Regions from separate parts of the Mus musculus genome. Here region 2 is linked to region 1. Evidence: chromatin contacts called from public capture Hi-C data. All regions are on one chromosome and are shown on one strand. The core of a region is the stretch at or near the end of the contact, and the rest is flanking DNA. Distances in the headings are between cores, read along the strand shown. Region 1 overlaps Magi2 (membrane associated guanylate kinase, WW and PDZ domain containing 2). Region 2 overlaps Magi2 (membrane associated guanylate kinase, WW and PDZ domain containing 2).

Region 1 (4,293 bases), core at 1,517-4,016:
ATATCAGCTTTCTTCCATGACCTGTGCTTCAGTTCCTGCCCCATCTTACCACAGTGAACCATGATCAGGACATTGAAGCCAAATAAATCCTTTCTTACACTTGTTTTACCTCCTATTCTTTATCACAGACATAGAAAGCAAACGCAGACAGGCATCAAACCCAAGGCCTCTTACATGCCAGGCAAGCACTCCATCACTGAGCCACATCCCCAGCTCTAGGAATCATTTCACTTATCCTGAGATACTGTCAGTGTTATCCATGTGCTGGTGTGGTAGACCTTCAGTAATCATGTGACTAAAATGAATTTGGCTGGTCTGCAGGCATTCAGACCGTCTGGTTCATCATTAATCTGCTACTTCTTCATCAAGTTCTCATTATTTCCCTCCTGTACAAAATTAGATCAATAACAATATTCTGCATCATTGAGGGTGATTAACTTCAGATTAACAATCTCAACATTTCCAAAGCTGGTACCTATCATTATCATTCTAATATTCACCCATAATTACAGTGTGTCAGAGACTGTGGCTAGGTGATTTACTTATTTTCAAGCTAATAAGAGGTCAAAGAGACAGAGTTTCCTAGAAGCTAATTAAATAATCAAAAAGATGACCTGGGTACCAGCCGGACTCAAGAGTGTTAGTTCTGAAGTCATTCCTTGTTTCTCTCACGTGAACTCCCTGATTCCAAACAATGGGGATAAGGACCACAGTGCATGGAGAGGTCGCATGAGAATAGCAGGTAGCAAGTGATTAATAAAGGTGGTTGCAAAAGTGCTGTGGCAGCGCGAACCCAGCAACAGGACAGGGAAGGTGAAAGGTTCACAGTGGATATAATTTGGAAAAACCCATAGGATCTTGAGAAGCTCAGAATGGAGCAGCTGGATCCCTTGTGCTACTCATATTGCCTTGCCTACATCTTTGATCTTAACTGACTGGTCTCGCTGGCTATTAACAGTTAACAACAGAAAGATCTCAAGGATGAAGTAACAGTATTTCATTTGTATTCTGCACAATTACTTCTGCATCAAGGAGGCCTGAGTAGGGGATATATATATATATATATATATATATATATATATATATATATATATATATATATATCTCCAGCTCGATTTACAGGCAGTTGTAAGCAGTCCAGAGTGGGAGCTGAGGGTCCTCTGGTAAAACAGTTAAATGTTCTTAACTCCTGACCCATCTCTTTAGCCTGCAAGTTTATTACGTGCTTTGAATCATGATTTTGAGTGATTATCTTAACAATACTTTCCCATTAGGAAGTTAAATGCATTTTCAGATGAATTTGAGACATGTCAGAGTCTCAGTTTGAACCAAGGTTTGCTGCCTCTCAGTTTCAGGCTGTTTCTACAACAGTTTACTGCTTTTCCTTCAAGAAATTAGTAAATTTTGGATTAATGAGAAAATTATTCCCATGGAAATTATAATATTGCAGCATGTTCCTTGTTTTAGAATTATTGATCTCTTAGATATTTTTAATTTAAATTGGATATTTAGCTTTGATAAGAATCTAATTAAAATTCTCTTCATTGCTACTGAAAGTCTAGTCCAGCTCTTTTCCAAACTTGAATGATAGCCAGACTCTGTCAAGTAGGAAATGCTTGACAGTCTCTAGAACCCACTTGCATTTAGTATCATGTTACATAAATAAATATAGTTACAAAACTTATTGTTAATTATTTTTCCTTTTATAATTTGTAAAATTTGATGCCATAAACTACAATAAATATACATAAGTGCAAATATAATCTGAAACTGAATAACATTCAAATTAAGAATATTCATTTAATGTATTAAGTAGCAAATCACTTGAATTGAGTACTATAATAGATATATTTACATATAGTAAATGTTCAAAAGGAACTGAGTCCAGATACATACACATTATTAGCATAAAAGTAACAGCTGTAGGCACATGTCTTTGGGTGCTCATGTTTCCTATATCTGGTATCACTGATCAGGATTACCATGATAACCAAGCTTTCTGTGACTCTCTTAAGTAAGTAGTAGACCTCTGTCCTCATAGTCTCTCTTAACTTCATATCTTTTTCTATCATACATGTGCACATACATGAGATAAAAATGGATCCGAAATAAAAGAAAGGCCACCCAGTGACTGGCCCAACTTGGGATCCATCCCATACACTCACACCAAATCCTGACACTATTACTGAAGCCATATTGTATGTGCAGACAGGAGCCTGGCATGGCTGTCCTCAGAGAGGCTCTACCAGCAACTGACTGAGACAATTGCATATAATTACAGCCAACCATTGAATTTAGGTCAGAGACCAATATGTAAGTGCTGCAAACTGGACTCAGTTGGCCCCTCAACCCTCAGGAGAATCAGGGCAAGGAGTCAGCGAAAAGTGACAAACAGACATGAACACAAGGGGGTGTTGTATCTGAATGTAATTCCTCAAAACTAGCATCAGACTTATATTACAAACGGAGACAAGGAAGTTAAGTGATACATTAAGGGCATCCAAGGTACACTGAAGTTATCTGACACAAAACAAAAAATGCATACAAACAGACTGGCAGGAATCAGGCAATGTTTACAATTGAGATAAGATCAGCCCTATGTAAAGTCAGCTATTCACAGGAGCCAGGTGAAAGGTCTGATGCAATGCTAGTCTATTGTTAAACCCACCACCAGGGGTCCCTTACTTAATACCTACTTATGCTATTCCTCTGGGCCTAGTGAAAAACATGCACCAAGGGAGTTCTGTACTACTAACCCTTTCATGAATAATTCAACATTCCAGTTCCTCCTAAAACCACAACCTTCCTTCTTCCTAGGCCATTGTAAATTCCTGTGTACGGGAGTGACTCAGCTATTGTTCTAAGTATTTACTATATAGACTAGCCCTGAGATTTCTAGCTCTATCTAAGTAAATTGTAATGCCTGATTTCTTTCCCTGTCTCTTTTACAATACTAGAGTTAATTCTGAATGTTGCTGAATAGGTAATATTCTTACTGAATTCCAAGCCCAGGGTCAGCTCAAGGACTGCTTAGGACATTGGAACACTGGTGGAAGCTAATCTAACTTAGCTATATGTCAAAATCAATCCTTAGAGCCACTTATAATAAAGCAATATTGAAGGAAAGCACCCAGATCCATTCACCAACTAATGCACGGACAAGTTTGGAGCATTCGTGCCAAGATTCCAGGAGACTAAGTTTCCATGAAATTCTTTGCCTCAGAACTGTGTCCAAGCTTTTTGGCCTCTCATGCAGTTACCACTGGAGTGGGTGTGGCATGTAAGAGTTAGAGGCAAGACTGAAGGAGCTGAAGGGGACTGTAACCCCATAGGAAGAACAACACTGTCAAATAACTCAGACCCTTAAGAGCTCCCAGAGACTGAGCCAAAATCCAAGGAATATGCATGGGCTGGTTCGTAGCCCCAGGCACATGTGTAGCAGAGGACTGCCTTGTAGTGGGAGAGGATGAACTTAATCCTGTGGAAACTTGATGCCCCAGGGAAGAGGGAAGTTGGTGGGGGTGAGGTGGGAGTGTAGGAGTAGGTGGGCAGATAGGGGAGCACCCTTTCAGAGGTAGGAGGATGGGGAAGGGGGGCAACTTATAATGTAAATAAAATAATTTAACATTTTTTTAAAAAAATGACTATATAACATATTTGTATCCATTGCTTTTCTTTTTAGCCTAAACTAGGCAGTTGAAGGATCTTCTATGCTATAGACATTCACAATGAACAAAATATAAATGAGTAAATAAAAATTAAAACTGATTGCAGATGTCTATAAATTACAATTTTCACAGCAATAGATGTTTCTCCAGCTATAAAAGGAAAATTTCTGCCAGTTTCACACTGAGAAATCCCAACCTAACTGGCAACCCAATATGCATTATGACTATCCTCCAGGCTACTACTTTATCATGAATCTAAATACAGATAGTAAGCGGAGTTACAGACAAAAGTTGTTTCTATAAACACTGGTTGATGTAAGAGTCAAAACAAATAAGGAATTTCAGAACCTCCACTTAGAAGCCTCTGTTGGTGATAGATTTATTATCTTTAGCTGGCATCTCTTCAGTGACAATGGATCCATATTATACTTTTACAGGAGGACATTTCTTGGCTCTCCAACTTTATCAAGATATTTAAAATGTATTGGTTTCTGGTGCTCTCCAGTTTAACTTAATGTATTTGAGAACATCTCCCTCAGATAAAGAGCTCACAGTCTATCAGCTTAGCTGCTATCCCGGTTTGCTCTCTAGAGTTATGAAAAAGACCATGACCAGAAGTAAGAAG
Region 2 (4,717 bases), core at 1,715-4,214, 900 kb before region 1:
GACAAACTCTTTTTGAGAAGAGATTGAGTGGGACACTTTCCAGCTCATTTTATAAGTTATTATTCTAACAAAGACAAAGGAAATCACAAGGAAAGGCAAAGCATGCACCATCCATCCCCAACAAAAGTACAAGCGAGCAACCAGCAGTGTTTAAAGAACAACAGACCATGGTCAAGTGTTGTAGTGCCAGGAATACAAAATTAGACATCTACGTCATATTATACCAACTTACTGTATTTACAGACTAAAGGCTGAGAACCATACACTCATTTCACTATGTGCAGGACTGAAAGTATAACGTAAAAACAAAATTCTAGGCCTTTAGGCCCAGGCTTGGGAATGTGACCTCTGTGACTTAATGCTCCAAGGTATGCTAATCATAAAACTGATAGCGACATTCCTCCACCCACCTGCTTCCTGGGTTCAAAGAGTGTTCATTCAAAGAAAGTCACCCTGACCATTGCCGCCGCTATGCAAATATGCTATTGTTAGAGGCTCTTAGAAACTGTCTTGAGAGATAACCTGCACAATTACCAGGTATTCCTTGTGACACTTGTGACTTTGCACTTCCTTGGGACTCTTAACTGGTATCTGGTATTTTCCAACAACGCCCTCCCCACTTCCTTGAGTTGTGGTTTCTTCCTTTAAATACCCCCTTACCTAGCTACTTGGGGCACCACGGTCCTCTACCCCTGCGTGGTGTATGACTGTGGGCCCCAGAGTGCTCTTGAATAAAAAAATCCTCTTGCAGTTTGCAGCAAGACTGTTTCTTGTGAGTGATTTGGGGTGTCGCCTCTCCTGAGTCAGAACGTGGGGGAGTCCTCACATTGTGGGTCTTTCAGGACAAGTATGCGAGAAGGCTGAACCCATATCAAACTAACAACAGATGGGACTTCTCAACTTGATAAGGGGCGTCTAAAATCCCTCTACCTAATATCATACTAAAGAGTACAAGACTGATGCTTCCCCCTAAACCCAGTAACAGCAACAAAAAGGGACATCTGCTGATAAGACATCTGTTTAACATCACACTTGAAAAGGTAGCTAGTTAGCTTTAACCAAAAACTTTAAGTTGTCTAGAGTCATAGGGCAGAAGAGCCCTAGACATGCCTGGGGTTAGGGGGTTACTTTGTTAACTAACTGATGGGGGAGGGCCCAGCCAACTGTGGGTAGTATCAACTTACACTTAGGGAGCTGGTATAAGTTGGCCTGCCATTCAGCTGGCAAGCATTACTTCTGATGATTCCTGCTATACTTCTTTGGCTGTGAAGTTTCCCTTGGTGGAAAGTAATGCTATGAGGGAATAGGAGACAGGCATGCCTTTAAGTTCCTGCCTTACTTCTCTCAGTGATAGAATGTGATGTAGAACTGTGAGCTGAAATAAACCATTTCGTTCCCTAAGCTGCTCTTGATCAGAGTGTTTTCTCACAGCATGGGAATGAAAATAAAAGTGTAAGTCAAGGAAAAGATACCAGGGCCATACAAATGTAGAAAAAGGAAAGAAGAACAACTTGCTAGACAATATAATTATATAGACCACATTACAGAATGATGAAAAATCAGATATGCTTACATATATTGGCCATAAATAATTTGAAAATGACATTAAGAAAACAGTTATTAAGAGTACTGGCTGCTTTTGAAGAAGATCTTGGTTCGATTCCCAGCACCAGCATGGCAGATCACAACTGTGCATGTCTCTAGTTCTAGGGCATCTGATGCCCTCTTCTTACTCCCTAGGTATCAAGAATGAGCATGAGGCACAGAAGACATACATGAGAGCAAAACACTCACAACATAAAATAAATCTAAAATAATAAAATAGAGTAGGGAGACCCTCAACAAAAGAAGTCCATGGTCTGTACATAGAAGACCATGACCTTGCTGAGAGAACCTGGAGGAGACTTAAGCAAGTATGGAGATATGTCAGAGTTGGGGTTTAGAAGTTCAGTTTTCAGTTGGAAAGCTGTTCTGTAGTACCATGATCTCAGCAGGTCTTTTATTAAACAGAGGAAGTACAAAGCCTTAGGAAGCAGGAGTTGAAGAAGCAGCCTGCCTCCATCTTAGGCTTAAGCGGCCGTTTTATAGTAACAACAAATTAGGTTCATTCCTACTTATGATTAAATCTGTTTCTCAAGGATTGGGCTGTGCCTCACCTGTAACCATAACCACCGAATGGTTCTGTATTGCCTGGCAATCATGTCTTTGTTTTAAAAGTTGTTTATAACAACCTTGCAATCCTATCTTTGGTTCTAAAGGTTATGTGACCATGTATGACTGACTATCTTGTTATGACTGCCTGTTATGTTTACATTGTGTTTTTTTGTTTTGTTTTGTTTTGTTTTGTTTTGTTTTTGAGATAGGTTTTTCTCTCTATAGACTTGGCTATACAGAGGTCTGTGGGATATAAAACCATGCCGGGGAGCTTGGTAAGGTAGAGCAGGTTGAGACTCGGAGACTCGGTGGTCACAAACCTGAGGCTTAGGTGACTCCCAGCTCTCTGCCAGACTCCTGACTTGGAGTGCCATGTTCCTCACATAAAACAAACATGCCCCATGGTCACATAGGCCCAAAACAGAGTTCTCCATGCTAATGAGGTACCTAGAGGACTGGAGGGCTTAGCCAATAAGCTTCCCTTTCTAGACATTCCTCTCTGCAAAAGGTATTTAATCTTACCCTGAGAAGTGGGATATGGTTTTGCACATCTGACTCTTTTCATCAAGATCCTCTGTGGGGAGCCATGAAGAAGGCCTTCAGCTACAGAGTGGCAGCCTAGTCTCCTGCAGAGGCCTTTTTCTGCAGGGCCCCTAACTATGTTCTCTGCTCTTCTGTGACTCCCAGTGGTGCCTGGATGGCCAAGGGCCTGAGAACTCCACCACCCAGCCACCTCACCCCAGACAGCTCTGGCTTTCCCACCCTGGAGCCATGCCTAAGCACTTCCCCACAGCCCTGCACCCCCTGGTGGCAGTGTGGTGTTAGTACAGCAAGCACAGTCCACCTCCCCAAGAGGCCATGCCCAATGGCAGGGTGGATGTGGGCCTAGAGTGATCTTTCTCTGCCCATTTTTGGAATTAACAGAGTACCAAGTCACAGATGGAACATCTACATCACACTTCCTGAGCCTCAAGGCCAGGGAACATTTCAAAAGGAGGGATGGAAAGATTTTAAGAACCAGAGGTTGGAGAGGATCCAAGCAAAATAGTGTCTTCTGGACAGGACAATTGCTCTCATGAACTCAGAGCACCTGTGATTGCCTACATGAGAAGTGCACAAAACCAAGCCGGTCAACATTCTGGGATGAAAGGGTTAGGGGCTCAGGAGCCTTCAATCCTAACGGATGAGCTATTGACAGTGGATGGCTTCTTGAGAGGGAGAGCCACTTTCCTTTAAGGCACCTAAGGCCACTCATGCTCAAGTGGATGGCACTACACCCAGGCATGTATGGGTGACACTAATTTGATCTTGAGGGTTATTAAAAGTTGGAGGGGGAATGAAGTTGGAATAGAGAGGGGAGGTAGGGTGGGTCTGGGAGAAGTTTCTATTTCTATGCAAATGAAAGGTCCAGGAAGAGCCAAAACAATTTTGTACAGGAGGAGAATTTGGAGGACTCACACCGATTTCAAGATTTAACACAAAGCTACTGTAATCTAGAAAGTCTTACATTAACATAAGAATATGCGTGCAGACTGGGGGGACTGAGTAGAGGATTTGGAAACAAACATCACAAAAGCCAAGGCCAGTCAATAACAAAGAACAGGTTTTGTGGTTTTCGCCAGCAAACAGTGCTAGAACAATTGTCTATATTTGTGCAAAAAATAAAATGAATTTAAGTCCACAATTCTACATAAGAATTAACTTTAAATTGGTTTATATATAGGCACTACGTATAGGCGCTAAAGCTTTAGAATTCCTAGAAGAAAACATGGGAAAAACTTTGTGATTTTTAGGTTAAGCAAAGATGTGACAGGAAATGACCCATGCTAAAATGAGCCTGGTCCACTTAAATTCACCCACTCTAGACCTCCTGTGCTTCTGCATCAAAGACACCAAGAAGACGATGGATAGATAAGCCATGAACCTGAGGGAAGCATTTGTAAATCATCTGTCTTAAAAACACAGCTCAGATTTGTATATGCAATGAGCTTTTGTAACTTAGGATGACAAAGAGAGCTGTTAGCTGTGACAGAGACTCACCTAGCAAGCATCAGGCTCAATTCTCAGTAAAAGAAAAAAAAAAAAGGAAGGAAAAGTGATAAATAGTTCAATATAGAACTGGGAAAATACTTGATGGCACATAAGAGTTTATGAATGCCGATAAGCACATAAGAACATGAAAAGAATAGAGAAATGAAAGTTAAACCCGTGGAAAAGTCTCAGTAAGTACACTACCAATAAAGCGACTGCGCTGAAGACTACTAAACCAGAAGACTGGAGAAACCCTGGGCAGAAACTGGGACTCAGACAGTGCTAAGGGAATATAAAAACTAGCCATGCTTGAAAGCCATTTAGACAATTTATTAATAGCCTAAATATATTTTTAATATAACCATTTCTGGGCATCTACTCCCCAAAATGAGAACATCGGCACAAGAAACAGTTGAAGCCAAAAGTTCATAAATATATTATTCATAAATGCCCAGAGATGAAAACGACTCAAATAACTACCCATAGTGAGTAGATTAATGAAAGGCCCTGTGAGTACTAAAGGGTAGTAAGA

The links. Capture Hi-C pulls out chosen DNA fragments and counts their contacts.
Region 2: a contact with region 1 is called in a capture Hi-C map of embryonic stem cells, with 5 times the contacts expected there. The contact joins two enhancer-like sites. A contact is called at or near these places in 1 of 115 datasets of contacts at active chromatin or transcription factors (embryonic stem cells) and 1 of 9 other capture datasets (embryonic stem cells).

Annotation. Positions count from the first base shown.
Region 1 is chr5:19,564,809-19,569,101 of GRCm38.p6, reverse strand. All of the region lies in intron 1 of Magi2 (membrane associated guanylate kinase, WW and PDZ domain containing 2), which reads right to left. Among named protein-coding and RNA genes, the nearest start is that of Gm25335, 51 kb to the right of the region's middle. Within about 2 kb of position 2,766, at least 17 of the 459 cell types and tissues checked have an H3K27ac peak or open chromatin away from gene starts, as enhancers often do. A contact at or near this core is called in embryonic stem cells, where this site is marked.
Region 2 is chr5:20,468,873-20,473,589 of GRCm38.p6, reverse strand. The region is part of intron 10 of Magi2 (membrane associated guanylate kinase, WW and PDZ domain containing 2); the gene reads right to left. Among named protein-coding and RNA genes, the nearest start is that of Gm52764, 72 kb to the left of the region's middle. Within about 2 kb of position 2,964, at least 4 of the 459 cell types and tissues checked have an H3K27ac peak or open chromatin away from gene starts, as enhancers often do. A contact at or near this core is called in embryonic stem cells, where this site is marked.